Linked DNA regions of Oryctolagus cuniculus: region 1 is linked to region 2. The links are chromatin contacts, called in public Micro-C maps. All regions are on one chromosome and are shown on one strand. The core of a region is the stretch at or near the end of the contact, and the rest is flanking DNA. Distances in the headings are between cores, read along the strand shown. Region 1 holds the start of IGF1 (insulin like growth factor 1). Region 2 holds the start of NUP37 (nucleoporin 37).

Region 1 (7,230 bases), core at 1,809-4,308, 340 kb after region 2:
GAGTCCTCTCAGACCCCTTCTTTTGGGATTCTGATTACAGCTAATGGAGATAAAACATCCAGAAACACTCACATAAATGAAAGATGCTTGCATTAATTACCATCAAGTATTACCCACACCTCTCTGAAATCCTGGTAGAACTTTTGAATGATTGAAGGTTAAATTGTCATCAGGACAGATTTGAGACCAAATATATTTGTTAGTTTAAAATCACTAAAAATTGGCAATCACACATGGCATATGCATTCGTTACTGAACAGAATATGAAATTAATCAAGACATTATTCCCAAGCTACTGAGGAAAAATAAATTGCTGTGGCTAAAAAAGAACTTGTGAACACACTATACAGCATTATATTTTCTTTAGAGAGGGAGAGAGAGACTGATCTTAGCTGGGGAATATCAACAATTAATACAACCACAAGTAGAAGGAAAAACCAGAAACAGGAAAAATATCAGGATTTAGAAATGAAATTGGCTCATGCTGCAACAGGAGCACCCATCGTTAGGGTCACGTCCAATACCCCTATAACAAAAGGTTAATAAGAGAAAAGCATAACATTTTAAAATCAAAGTTTTACCTGAACCAGGAGACTTCAGAATGAAGACCCAGAGATCCAGGGGAACTCTCTGATTTTTATGCTTAGGTCCAATGAAGCATGGACAGTCATGTAGAAATGTGATTGGACAAAAAGGGTATGATCTAATGCTAGGAGACTGAGGTGGGGAAACCCAGCAATGCTTGTCTCTTCAGATTCTTCGTGGCCCCCCTGTATAACAGTTCTATCTCCTGGGTATAGGATGTGACCCCTCCTGGAGTGTCTTGTGACCCACTATAGGACAGGATAATTTCTTTTTGGCCAGTTCTCACACAGAGAGTCACAGAACGGTGAGAGTAATATTTCTAGGTTTTGTGTCTGGCTGTGGGGAGGAGGGGTTCTAGTTTCTGTGGTCTGCTGGGAGCAGAAAGAGGCGCAGTGGAAAGTCAGAAAGAGATTTTGCTTCCAAGGTTTTCTTATTTCTTTTAGTTCAAAGCACACAGCATGCCTTAGAGGCACGCTTTGGGGTATTGTTTCTGAGCTTCCACACTAAGTAAATGCTACTCCTTCTGCATCCTTGGGCCCTTCCCCCATGTCCAATATCAAATCCACACAGGTGGAGAAAGTCTCTTCCATGGCCTGGGCAGTGGGCTCAAAACCTGCCAAAGCCTTTCTTCTTCTTCTTCTTTTTTTTTTTTTTTTTCAACACAGGAACTCTGACTTCATCTCTTGGAGGGACTTGCATGTCACTGTATCCATTTTACAGCAAAATCTACCAAGGGACCCTGGTTGGCGTGACTTCGCCAATGACAGCCAGCCAAGTGGCAGCCCTGCCAAAGTCAAGATTCCTGTGGCTCAAGTCTCCCCCTCACTCTAAGCAGTCAAAAAGAGCTAAGATGATCATTAAATTTTTCCATATTGCTACTTGTGACACAGGGATGTGCTTTTTTCCAGGAAGCTCCTAAGGTGAGCAACTTCGCCTTTCTCTCACCTTTCGCATCTACTTTCAGCAGCACAGGAAGAACCACAGACAGGAAGTGAGGTGAAGGACCCTATCCCAGGGGTCATGGACTTAGGCTGGAAGCCATAATTATTAAAGAGCCTTGTTTTGAACCTCTCCAGAGGGGCAGGTCCATTGAATCCCATCAGTTTTGGAGAAACAGGCTCAGTCATTGATTTTCTGGCCACCCGCCTTGTCCTCCATGAACTCCCAACTTAATGGCTCTGCATCAGTGGCAGTGTTTGCTCCATCATTTTAATTAAGATTTCCATTTTTGTGGCCAGACCTTCAGCCCAGCAACTGGGAAAAAAACCCAAACCCTGACTCTTGTTAACACAGTATAAATATTTAGTTAATGCTTGTAAAACAGTGGAAGATGAAAAGCACCCTCTATTTGCAAATCATCATAAATAATAGACATAAAATATAAGAGGAGGTAAAAGCTCATCTGGACATTGACTCCATTTTGACAACTCATTTTCTCAGCCTCAGCATGGAACCCTCCACTCCCACAAAGCCAAAGCTGCTGGGGCTGTGAGGAACAAGTCATCACCCAGTGCTCATTTGTCTTAGTTGTAAAAGAAGTAGTTGGGGGTTTCCCCTTCAGTCTTTGCAGAGGGAACCTCAGCCAACCCACCCCACTGTACTTCATGGCTCTTTTCAAAAGAGCAAAGCCGTGACTGACCTTACAGAGCGTGTCCCCACACCCTGGCAATGGGCCAGCTCCAGAACCTATGTGATTTCACCAGTCCTGCTTCTCCACCCCTCCCTTCCTGGAGGAGCTGATGATAATGCTGAGAGCTAAGCACCTGCAATGGTGGATGCCTTCAAGTTCTTTACTTTTTGTGCAATCCAGGGTGGGGGAGGGGCTGTCTCAGTTTATAGCCTTAGTGAATTCAGAACTTGATTAGGTGGCAAAACCCTATTTTTAACAGCTATTTCTGATAGAACACATTTAAGTCCAGCAATACTCCTATATCTCTAGCATTTACAAATTTAAGCTTTCTAGATAGATTTTCCCCCCTCTTTTTCTGAGTTCTATTGTCAGATAAATATCAGTACTTATAGTTCTTGCCCAAGATAGAACCTCCTGTGCATTTCCTTTTGGTTCAGGGAACAGTCCAGTCCACCCCCAGAGAACCAGAGGATTTATCACATCATGTTCCCACCAAAGAAAACAATAACGAACTTGCTTAAGAGTTAAAAGTTTGAAATAAGTGTCCCCATATGCTCCTCATTCCCCTGGCCTTTTATTTTGCCAAATACAAAAGCCTTGGCGATAGAGAAAAACAGAAGATGTGATAGAGGGGGAAAAGGAAGAACCAGAAAGAGAAGAGAAAAAAAAAAGCAATATAGTTCCTCAAAAATCAGTCACCAATCCAGATTTTTTAAGAGTTCTCTCTTTCTAGCTCAGAGAGATGGCATATCAGTCGAGCCCAGATGTCTACACTGCACCAAAAATGCCCAGTAAAATTTGAGGGCAATAGTCATAAGAAAATACTCACTGTAGGTGTAATCATTTTTGTTTGTTCCAGGTCTTTTACAGCAGGTTAGGGTGGGTATTATGAGGCTGATGTGCATAGAAAACGAAGGACTTAAAAGCATGTGCTGCCTTGGGGGTGGGGTTTGTGAAAGCTTCTAGTTACATTTGGACACCCAGGCAGGTATGCTGTGAGCCTGAGTAAACTGCTTTTTGTCAATTCAAACAATGAACAAATTGCACAGCTGGCATCTGAGTCCATCCTCCCTCCCCCCACCCCCCCAGTCAAACCACTCATTTCCACCGTGTGTCTCCTGCAGCTGGCCGGGAAGAGTGGCCCGAGCCCCAGCCTGCTCCTCTCCTCCCTTGCCCAGGCTCACCAACTTGGAAATACCTTGCCACTGGGCGTACAATCAGCATCTGGTTTCCTGGGGGGTCTGTCTCTAGACAGGACACTTACGCTGTTTGAATTATGTTTGAACCAGCACACAGTTCCCTCGAGCCACTTCCTGCTGTAAGTACAGCTGCCAACTCCACTTCTGAAACGCTTAGCGTACACGGCATGAAAAGTTCACTTGGAGACAATTTCCCCAACTTGTACTGAATGCAGACAGAACCCTCCACAGCCTGGCTGCTGCTCACCTAAGCAGGCAGACAAAACCCCCAGCTGCCTGACCCCCGAGGTGATATATGCACTGCCTGCCTTTCTTTCAAAGCAAGTTGGCCAGAGCGTGTGTTGGCATCTCAAGGACAGCAGAATCAGGTGCCTGACAAGGCTGTATCCTCAACTCCCAAGCCACTTCCTCTGCTAAGAAAGATCCGAGTGATGAAGTACTGAAAGCAGCGAATGAATGCTGCACTAAGTGGCTGGGACGGTTTATGAACTGAGCCCTCAGGCAATTGCTTCGGAGGAGCCAGTGACAGCGGCTTAAAAGTGCTTGCAAATTGAAAAAACACAAGTCGTAAAGGATATAATTTTGCTGAGAATGGAAACTTGAACCAGGGCCAGTGATCAAAAACGAGAAGTTGGTGCATTGACAACGGCAGCCAAATTTACCTAAAGAGACTTTGCAACAGGGCAGATAAAATCAGACATTTACAACACAAAATCCCAAGTCCAAACTTTGCCCAGAAAAAGTCCTCTCCGGGAGAGAAAACACTGGACAAGCAGCTGCTACAAAGTGTCTGCTTCCCGTATACAGTATGCATTTGTTTAGATTGTACGAATATGCAAGGTCAGCAAGAGTTGTCAAGGACTTCTTTTTCATAAGAGCAAATTAAACTTTGCTCTAACTTTGTCTCTCTGGGCAGTAAGTGCAGGGAGTTCCGGAACCTTAGATCTAAAGATCATATTTAAAAGCTTTAATACCATCTGAAATGGAACTCTTTACATGAGGCATGTCTTGTAAAATAAAGTCCTGACAAGCACACACACACACACACACACACACACACACATACAGCGGTCTTAAAAATAAAACATCTGCACCTGCAAAAGAAAGAAAAGATCCCAAAGTTCATATCCACGCTCTGTAGCCCTTAGCCATAGACAGGATTTAAAGGAATCTTCTATAATGACACCACCGAAGCCCTGCAGAAGTGGAGGATTTAGCATAAGTACCTTGCAATAGTTTCTACTCATAAAGATATCTATGCGAATGCATCCATCTCCCGGAGCTATTTTTTCAGATCCCACAGAACTGCATATTCAGCAATTTATAAATAACTCCCAGTTCCGAAACAATGAAAAATGTAAAGTGAATATCAGTTCTAGGCAGAAGAAAAACAGTACACAATTTAAGTAAAATTCCCCCAATGACTTCAAAGAGAAAAAAAAAATATTTACCTTCAAGAAATCACAAAAGCAGCACTTAAATAATTGGGTTGGAAGACTGCTGATTTTTCCCATTGCTTCTGAAGTACACAGTCTGGAAATGAATTGGTTAGCAGGAATAATGAGGCAAAAAGAGATCCAGAGAGATGGGAGATGTTGAGAGCAATGTCACATTTCAATTTTGAGGACTTTATTCCATTGCGCAGGCTCTATCTGCTCTGAATTTAGCAGTGACAGTGAGATTTAGCAAACAGAAGAGGGATTTAGAGAAAATCCTCACATTTATCTACAAAACACAGACACTGTAGACAGGAAACAGCTGGGGGAACATTTGCCTTCTCTCTCTCTCCCTCTTCTGGCAAAGTTATCGAGTAAGGACTTTTTTGGGCATGGTGACAAATAACATCATACCTTTGCATTTTAAAACTAGAGCACAGAAGAATTTTTTTCCCTTAAAAGAATGTGTGTTAGTGACAGGGTTAGTAGGCATGAAGACACTCAGACTGCCATGGAAAATAAGGGTCTGCTTTCTGAGCAAGTCTGCGAATGCCACTTACCAGTATGACAGGGATACACGTGGGGGATGGGTGAACAATTTTCTTTTTATCTTAGGGAAAATACAGTTTTTTTTTTTTTTTGAAAATAAAAAAAAAGAAAGGAAGGAAGGAAAGACCACCTCTAGCAAACGCTACAATTTTAACCCTGAAATGACCAGAGATTGGCAGACAGAGCTCAGGTGACCCCTTGTCACAGGTGCCAAATGAGGGAAATGATCTCATTTCCTAGAACCTACTTACAGAAGGGGCAGGTGGCATTGGATTGGCTCCCTTTAGGATACTGGCCGACGCTTTTTGCCCAGGTCGAGGCAAAGACTATGCTGAGCTGTAAAACGAACTGAAAAATTAAAATAAAATCGTGTTCTTCATTTTTGTTACCATTAAACATTCTAGGGGAATGGCACTTGAGGGGCAAACTATTGTTCATATTTTTCTGCAAAACTGGAACCTCTGTGTGTGTGTGTGTGCGTGTGTGTGTTCTTTCTCCAATCTGTCTGCATTCTAAATAACACCAGCTGGCTAGCTTTACCCTCTCAAGGGTTATGATGTCATTCAAATCCCTCAACTGGGTGAGTGGCCGGCAGCAGGGTCCAAGCCAGCTGTTTTGCTATTTATAATGTATACTTGGCTTGGCCCGGGAGAATCAAGGTCTTATCTTTTGTGGATACAATTTGTACCTATTTCTCTTTGGCTTTCCGAGGCACTTGATAAGAAAGTGGATTATGAAACGTGGTTGCAAAAGCCCAGATCAGACATAGTCCTTCTCCTGGATGTTTCACATGCATGGTGGAAATACCTGGATCTCGTGTGTTACTTGTCACTGTCAGGGGACTTGACAACACTGACACGTCGACTGAACCCCAAGGTGGCTGTTTATATCCTCCTGTAGCCAGAAGTTTGTGTGTAGAGGGAGACACTTTCAAAGGAAAACTTATTTGTTTTTGCAGAGGGTTGGGTCTGGTGATGTCTCCTGCATGGTTAATAACTCAGCAATATTTACCTTCCAGAAACACCAGTGAGAGATCTGGGGTCATGTTTTATTCAGCATCATTTTTCTGAGGACCTACTATACGCCCAATGACACAGATCCATAGAGAGACAAAAAGGGCCAAGCGTAGTCAAGACTTCTTGGGGCTTTTGGCTGAGGGACAGGGAGGGAAAGTTCATTGTCATGTGGTGAGTATGTGCTCTTTTAAAACTATGAACAGTACACAGTAGGAGGGAGCGACACATTTCTCTGGAAAGACAGGGAAGTGAAACGTTTTCGAAAATCCAGGATGGGGGAAGAGGGATTGCCTACAAGAGGTTTGAGGTACAAAATTGGGACGGGTCAGGGAAGACCTGAAGAGTATACAAAGTCGTGTCATCGAGAGACAGCCGTCTGGGTGAATCCAGATATGTGAGCAACCCCTGCATTGAAAGAATCATCCAAGGCTTCCTTTCAAAAGTTTTCATTGCGCACTTGATTTATGACTTGACTTACCCCATGTCTTTTTTTTTTTTCCTGCCACTTTCCCAGATCCCACCCTCTGCAAAAAAGCCAAGTCCATGCTCTTCTTAGGGACCTTGATGACATAGTGCATGGAACCAGAGTTCAACTCATGTGTCTCGCAGGTAAGAACGAACTTTGATTTCCAGGTGTGCAGGGTCAGGTGCAGGCTGGAGCCTTGGCTCTGGTCCTTTGTTCCACCACAGGCTACCTTCCCAGGGGCAAGCCAGCACTTTGTCCCATGCTTCCCGTTGCTGTGTCGGCATCCCATGACCATTCCAATTTCTCCTGGAGGCTCACTACATTTGCCTGAGTCTGTCCCCCTGTCTGA
Region 2 (7,421 bases), core at 4,860-7,359:
AATATACTCATCAAGGAAAGAAACACTGTCAAATTTTATTATTTCATAATTTGGGTGTATAACAGCTGTACAGCTAACAGCCAGATATGCCAAGGCAGCAACCACTAAGCAATTTTAAAGTTCAGGAGCCTAATCATAGCTGACTTCATAGATTGGGTTACATCTGTTTTTCCACACTTGACAAATCAATCTTCTAAAAATGAGGTTTCTATATGAGAACACATTATTTTGCTACTGTAACAATAGTGTTGACAATTAGGTCCTCTGTTACCCAAAGAATAAGTGGAATTATTGGGTGGTCACAGGGATAAAGAAATTGCAGGGACTGTGTAGCCTGAGCTTTATGTATTACCAGGAAAACTTCTTTCCTGGCAGCAGTGCTTGCCCCTGAGCCAACTAAAAGGCCAGAGCATGTGTGTGGTATAGGCAGAGACGAAGGCTATTTTGGGTTTAGTTTGGGGTGTAGGCGGTATTGTATAGGCAGGAAATTAAGAAACTTTGGAAAACTTGCTATAATACAAATGATTATACAAGGCTCCAAAATATTTGAGGTTGGGGCAAAGCCAGGTCAATGGAAGGGATATTCTAAGGGTTTGAAACTGGTAGGTCCTCCCACCACACCCATTTAAGTCCAAATGCAGACATTTAGCTTTGAGACTGTGGAGTTCACCTAGTCCAAATCTTCTATTTAATGCTTTAATGCATCTTAACATTAGAAAAGTTTGCACAACCTCTCCCTGAATGCTTGTAGCAAGAGGCAACCAGCTACTTCTTTGGGGGCTCATTCAAAGGGAAGGTGGTGCTAGTTAACTGGAAGAGTTCTTAACATGAAGTCAAAGTCTGTTTCTGTGTAAATTCTACTCATTGCTTCAAGTTCTGTCTCTCAAACCATACAGAGTAGTAAGTCTGATCTAAAGATGGGAAAGCATCTAGCCAGAGCTGATCTCTCCTGGGTGAACACACTCAAGAAACAGAATCACTATCAGACTTAAGCTCTGTTAGCTACCACAGCAATCAAACAGAAGTAACAACTTTAACCTACTTACCATTTTGAGTCCAATACTTCTTCCACAAGAGTTTAAACATTTTAATATTAATTTGAAATCTGTTATCAAATGTATTATCTCGGTTGAATCAAAGAGCATTTCTGAGAAGCCAATACCCATGTGAGGTCTTAAGTACTTGAAATATGGCTAGTTCAATTTGGTATGTGTATACTGTATAAATTATAGCATGAAGAAAATATATAATATCTAATTTTTATATTGTTTACATGTGAGATATTTTGGACTCTCTTCACTTTTTATAATACGGCTACTACATTTTTATTTGAGGTTCACATATATCTAAATAGCACAAAATTAGCTCCTTTTGGCAGTTTAATCAATGCTCAGACTCACAGTGAACAATAAGGTGACTAAAAACCACAAATCACAATCCTCCCATCTAACTCTAGAAGCCTATCATTTTAAGACTTTTTATCAGGAGATGGTGCTGTGGCATTGTGGGTTAAGGGGTCATCTGTGGTGCCATCATCCCATATGGGCAATGGTTCGAGTCCCAGCTGCTCCACTTCTGATCCAACTCCCTGCTAATGTGCCTGGGAAAGCAGTGGAAGATGACCCAAGTGCTTGGGCCCCTGCATCCACATGGGAGATCCTGGAATAAGCTCTGGGCTCCCGGCTTCAGGCTGGCCCACCCTGGCTGTTGCAGCCATTTGGGGAACGAACCAGTGGATGGAGGAACCCCCCCACTCTATAACTCTGCCTTTCAAAACAAATAAATCTTTCAACTTGCCTCATTAATTCAACCTACAGTGCTTAGATTCTGAGCACAGAGCCTAAAATACAGGAGGTACCCCATAAACAATGTTACAGTCTGTTATCTAAAGCATCTCAGTTTCCTCAGCTTCATGTTCCACTTAAATTGAATGTTCTCATTTGCATTCCACTAGAGGCATCAGTTCATTAATGAAGACTCTTAGACATTTTCGTATTCCTTCTGCCTCCTTTCCATTCAGGGCTTTTTACAGTGATTTTCTTCTTGCACTACTTTACATTAAGTATCTCCTTTATGTCTTTTTTTTTTTTTCTTGAGAGAGGCAGAGACAGAGAGAGAGGTCTTCCATCTGCTGGTTCACTCACTAGATGGCTGCAATGGCTGGAGCTGCACTGATCCAAAGCCAGGAGCCAGAAGTTTCCTCCAGGTCTCCCACGCGGGTGCAGGGGCCCAAGGACTTGGGCCATCTTCTACTGCTCTCCCAGGCCATAGCAGAGAGCTGGATAGGAAGCAGAACAGCCAGGACTAAAACCAGCACCTATATGGGATGCTGGTGCTTCAGGCCAGGGCTTTAACCCACTGTGCCACAGCGCCGGCCCCCTCCTTGAAGTCTTTGTTTTACCCTCTTGGTACCTAATATGCACTTTGCCTTTTTGATAGGAATGTAAAAATCTTTCAATGTGGAAAATGTTCAAAGGACGGGGCCCATGCCACCCAAGAGGGAGACCCAGAGGAAGTTCTGGGCTCATGGCTTCAGCCTGGCCCAGTTCCAGCTATTGTGGCCATTTGAAGAGTGAATCAGTGTATGGAGGATCTCTTTCTTTCTCTCTCCCCCTCTAACACTCTGCCTTTCTAATAAACAAGTCTTCAAAAAAATTATACATTCAGTTATTAATTTTAAAAAGTAATGAAGTAAAAAGTTAGTTTTATCTATGGGGACTGCTTTATTCTTTTGTAAACTGGTGACCTGCATTAAACAAAGGGTTTCTCCTTAGTCTTTTTCAAGAGGATGTTATACTCTGTCTTAAATCATATGATTTTTTATGATCCTAACCTGGTAGCTCAACTGAAATCAGGCTGAGGGACATATGTAGCCCAAAAGCTAGAAATTTCTACCTCCACTGGATGAGATAATGTGCCCAAGAGCTCCGATATTCTACCTAAATACCAATAAACTGAAATCTTGATATCATACTTCACTTCAGGATAGATATGATGGGATTTGAAAAAAATTCATAGAAAAAAATGAATTAATAAGATATACAAATTTTCTTGAACTTTTGGAAGTACCCTCATATGAATGCATCTCAATTTTGTATAACTTTATAAATTTATGGTCCTATAAAATGTTAAACTGCATTTCTGATGTTAAAACATAAGAAGGGATGCCATTTGGCACAATGGTTAAGCTGCCAACTGGAAAAGCTACATGCCTTATCAGATAGCCTATGTCGGAGTTCTTGCTCCACTTCTGATTTCAGCTTCCTCCGAATGTGTATTCTGGGAGGCAGCAGTTTGGGTCTCTGCTATGATGTGGGAGACTGATTGAGTTCCAGGCCCTTGGTTTTGTCTTGGCCCAACTTGGGCCAGTGCAGACACTGGGAGAGTGAACCAGTGGATGGGACTCTCTCCTTCAACTAAGTGAAAATAAATTTAATAAACAAAATAAAAACCAAAGAACATTGTAGAGGCAGGATTGCTCCTGAGTAAAAGAGGAAATGTCTACAATAATAGACTACTACTTCAGTGACGAAGTTATCTTAAGTCTTTGAAAATTGGTCACTGCTGCATTACTTCATCTATTAATCTGAGTAACATAGTTCTATGAATAATGCTCTGGTGAACAATGAACTGACCAGAGACTCCTCAGGGTTGAACATTGTGCTTATTCAAAAGTTTGTCTTACATGCAGACTAGCTTTCCTGTGAAAGAACATGGTGTGCTCACCACAAAGCAATCTTAACTTTGGTGATATAAAGGGTCTGAGACTGAGTGTCACTGTTGCCCATATCAATGACAATGAAACATACATAGATCACAACATGCCAGATGCCTTCTGGGAATCTTATACATACATATACTTACTAATTACATCCTCATAAAACTCTCTATTAATGGAATATTATTTCTCATCTTTATAGGAGAGATTAAATACCTGCTCAAGGTTGCCAAGCTATTATGAGGTATAAAAAGCAGAAGTAAATACTTTGTTCTAGAATTCATGCTCTTGGTGGCTATGCCCAACTGCCTGTTCAGTTAATAACGATCTCATACTTTGTTTACTCCAGATGTACGTTTTAGAGGTATAAAATGTACGAAAACAAATAGGAAAGCTGAATAATAGGAAACCTGTAAAATCTCCTGGAAGATAATTTTTTAGACTTTCATTATTAGTTTGTTTCCTATGTCAAAGCAGAATGCAGAAAAACTGTAATTCATTGGATCTCAATTGCGGCTTTTGTTGTATATTATAATGTTTAGTCAGTCATGTACTTCAATTACATGAATCATTCATTACTAATCATGAGTCAAAAGAGGAGTTTCACATTCCTTTTATCACCATCTGCATTTTTACACAAATCTTAACCAAATATTGCTGGGATGTCTTTCTATGTGGATCTTTTTTTTTAAGCATTTAAACTCAATACACACTTTCAAAGTTTAGCTTTTGTTCATGTAAGTTTTCTTATCAGTGAAATATGTTCACTCTCATTCACTGCAGTTTTTCACACTAACCTGAAATGTACACGTGCCAATGACCACAAAGTTATTGCCTCCATATGCAATTAGGTTTCCTGAATCCCCACTCTCAAAGGGGTTAAATTCCACCACGTGCACATAATCTTCACAATCCACAGTGTAAGTAGCATTTCTTGTGGCATTTTGCTTCATATTGTATGTCAAAACTTGAGCAGATGTAAAAATAAAACAGCCTTCTACTGCACAACGTCACAAAACTGTGGATTACAGCACAGACACAATTAGCAATGGTCAAAGTGTTATTCAGCAAATGAATCAAAACATGGTTCTGGCATTGCAATGCTACACACAATTCAAAAGAAACATTTAAAAGTACTTCCCAAGGGGCAAAAACTGCAGGAAAAAACAGCCAATCTAATTATTAATGGCTGAACATTTGTTCCACAATCTTCTTCTTTTAACCATACTCATCAGAGATACCCACAGAATAGTAATATCATAAAATTCTGTTTATGTAAAAGATATCCTGAGTATTTGAAAATGGAATAATTTTAATAGAAAATATATTCACAAAATTGAGACTTAACATTTATAGAGTACTATTTATTAGGTGTCATGTTAAGCATTTTACTGATACTATCATAGCCAATATGTGCACATCCTCGTTTTACAGATGAAGAAACTGAAAAGTTAACTAATTTACCAAGTGGGCAGTTAACTAATTTACCAAGCTCAAAAGCAGAGCCAGGAATTGACTTTGTTGTGTTGGGTACCAGTGCTGGAGAAGGAAACCACAGCTTCCTGCCTTGAAGATCACAACTTAGGTATGGTTTTGATCCAGCGTGAAAAGTGCTACCATATAAGCAGTTAAAAGGAGCTCCAAAATGCGTAATATAAAAACAACATTTGTAAAACCAGGCACAAAATTTTACCCAACCTTCAGGGCCTAGTGTGTGCAGTTTGCAAGTAGCATTCCCACATGAGAAATATAGATTTTTAAAATATAGATTTTAAAGGTTTTCTTCTTTTCATTACACCAAACCCAAATTCAGAGTTGTCGGGCAAACTGATGAACTCAGTAACAAAAGCATACAGCATCTGATGATTATCTACTGAGAATCAGGTGAATCCTACGTCCGGGGGGCTTATGAACCTCAACGAATAGGCAGAAGGACTGCACATTTATTCTGGGTGATTAGATATCCACGCAAGAGATTAGAGGTCAGGAAACCGGGTCCCAGCACCTCACCTATTACTCATTAAAGCAATGCCTGGGGTCACTACGTCCTTAGGGCCTCCCGCACAAGGCGGACTGCTGGCCTCTCCAGACCTACAAGGAGTGAAGGGCCAAGAGAAGTCCCGACAGTGAGCCCCCGCGCCTGGCCAGCCGAGTCCCTAGAGACTCCGCTCCCACCTCCCTGAGCCCGAGATGGGAGGCAGGAATTCCCAGGAACAGGGTGGAAGCGTAGGGAAACCAGAAGCCGCAGAGCGCTGCGCCTCAGGCTCCCACAGGGATACGCACCGGAGAGCGCCGAGAAGCCACCAAAAGCAACCTGGTCTCCGCTGCAGGCAGAGGAGGCGTGCGCCGGCTCTGCTTCCGGGTCGGAGGGCGAATGCAGCGATTGGCTCCCAGGCCCTCCCGCGAGATTTAAAATGTAACCCGTGGGCACTGCGGTAGCTGCGGGACGACTGCCGGGGGGAACCTGGACTTGGTGGGTTCTGCGCCTCCCGCGTCTGCCGGTGAACCGAGCCGGGTGAGTCCTGGTTTCGTCTATGCCTGCCTGTGGCACCTGAAGTGGTGATTCAGGCTGGGGAGGGCATTTCGGCGACAGTCGAGTGCCTGTGACCGTCTAGGTGTTTTTTGGGCAGTCGCTTCGCTCTGGAGCTTAGGTGGGTCTGGGGCGTTATCTGAAGTTCACAGCACCCACATTTTGTTTATTGTGCACCTACTAAGTGCCTGGCACGAGTGGATTATGAGCCCATTTCTATGAGGTAGGAATTACCGTTCCCTTTTTACATGTGAAGATACCTAATGCCCATCAGATTTTAAATGCGAAAGGATGTGCAGCCAACACACGGGAGGGGGAGAGAGGACTGGATCTGAACACAGCTGTGACTGGAAAATAAAGTTATTTCACCATCTCACATTGCCTCCCAGCCACAACTTCCTGTCTCACAATTTGGCTCGAGTGCATCTTGGAATCTAGCTTTTTTTTTTAAAAAAAGTGTTTATTATCTCTGCTGCCTTCTATGACTGGCTTTTTTTTTTTTTTTTTTTTTTTTTTTTTTTTTTTTAATAGCTCAGCCTGCCAATCAGAGTGCTTGCTTATTCACTGCGTTCTCACAACTGGCTGAAAGCTAAGTAAAGAGGGTGGGTATTCTTTCCTGGTTTCTGTGTGATGATGATAGCTCTACCTGGACAGCCAGGTGGAAAGCTTCTCACCTCATAGGGCAGTCTCAGAGCAGCAAGACAGCACCTCCAAGACCTCCCCCCACTGGATCATTTAAGACAATTCAAAGAACTCAGCCTATAGTGATAGTCGCAGGTCTGAGTTATTGCAGCAAAGGGCTGCAAAGCAAAGTCAGCAAAAGTAAAAGGCTAATGGGGCAAGGTGGAGGGAAGACCAGGCACAGAAGACCGAAGGTCCTCTCCTTGTAGAGTCACCGGGACACGCTGAATTCTTCTGCAGCTTGTGGTGGAGTGTTGTCTGTTAGGGAAGCTTGTTAGAGACTCAGTGCCATGATTTCCAGTGGGTGCCAAACACAGAGGAATCCTCTGTCTGGCATGTACCAAATTCCAGACTTGGGAGGAAAGCAAGTATTTGGGATAAAGTAACTTTGGTTTGAAGGATACCCAGCATTCCTACCATATTAACTCTTCTACATGGGTCTCTTAAAGCCTAGACTCAGAATTCTTACAATGACATTCTCACCACATTCTA

What was found. Hi-C and Micro-C count contacts between places; a contact is called where the count stands out from the background.
Region 1: a Micro-C map of ear pinna shows a contact between it and region 2, with 9 times the contacts expected there. The contact joins the promoter of IGF1 here to the promoter of NUP37 in region 2. A contact is called at or near these places in 2 of 6 Hi-C or Micro-C datasets (ear pinna and skin fibroblasts).

The regions. Positions count from the first base shown.
Region 1 is chr11:105,414,474-105,421,703 of mOryCun1.1, forward strand. IGF1 (insulin like growth factor 1) reads right to left here and starts at 3,059. Exons shown (of 5, transcript NM_001082026.1): 1 at 3,045-3,059. The coding sequence starts at 3,059. It overlaps LOC108176710 (a long non-coding RNA gene), which reads left to right and starts at 5,816. Exons shown (of 5, transcript XR_001793427.3): 1 at 5,816-6,275; 2 at 6,930-7,024.
Region 2 is chr11:105,068,429-105,075,849 of mOryCun1.1, forward strand. NUP37 (nucleoporin 37) reads right to left here and starts at 6,110. Exons shown (of 10, transcript XM_051845824.2): 1 at 6,002-6,110; 2 at 4,516-4,736. The coding sequence starts at 4,671. PARPBP (PARP1 binding protein) reads left to right here and starts at 5,165. Exons shown (of 12, transcript XM_070052776.1): 1 at 5,165-5,303; 2 at 6,780-6,850.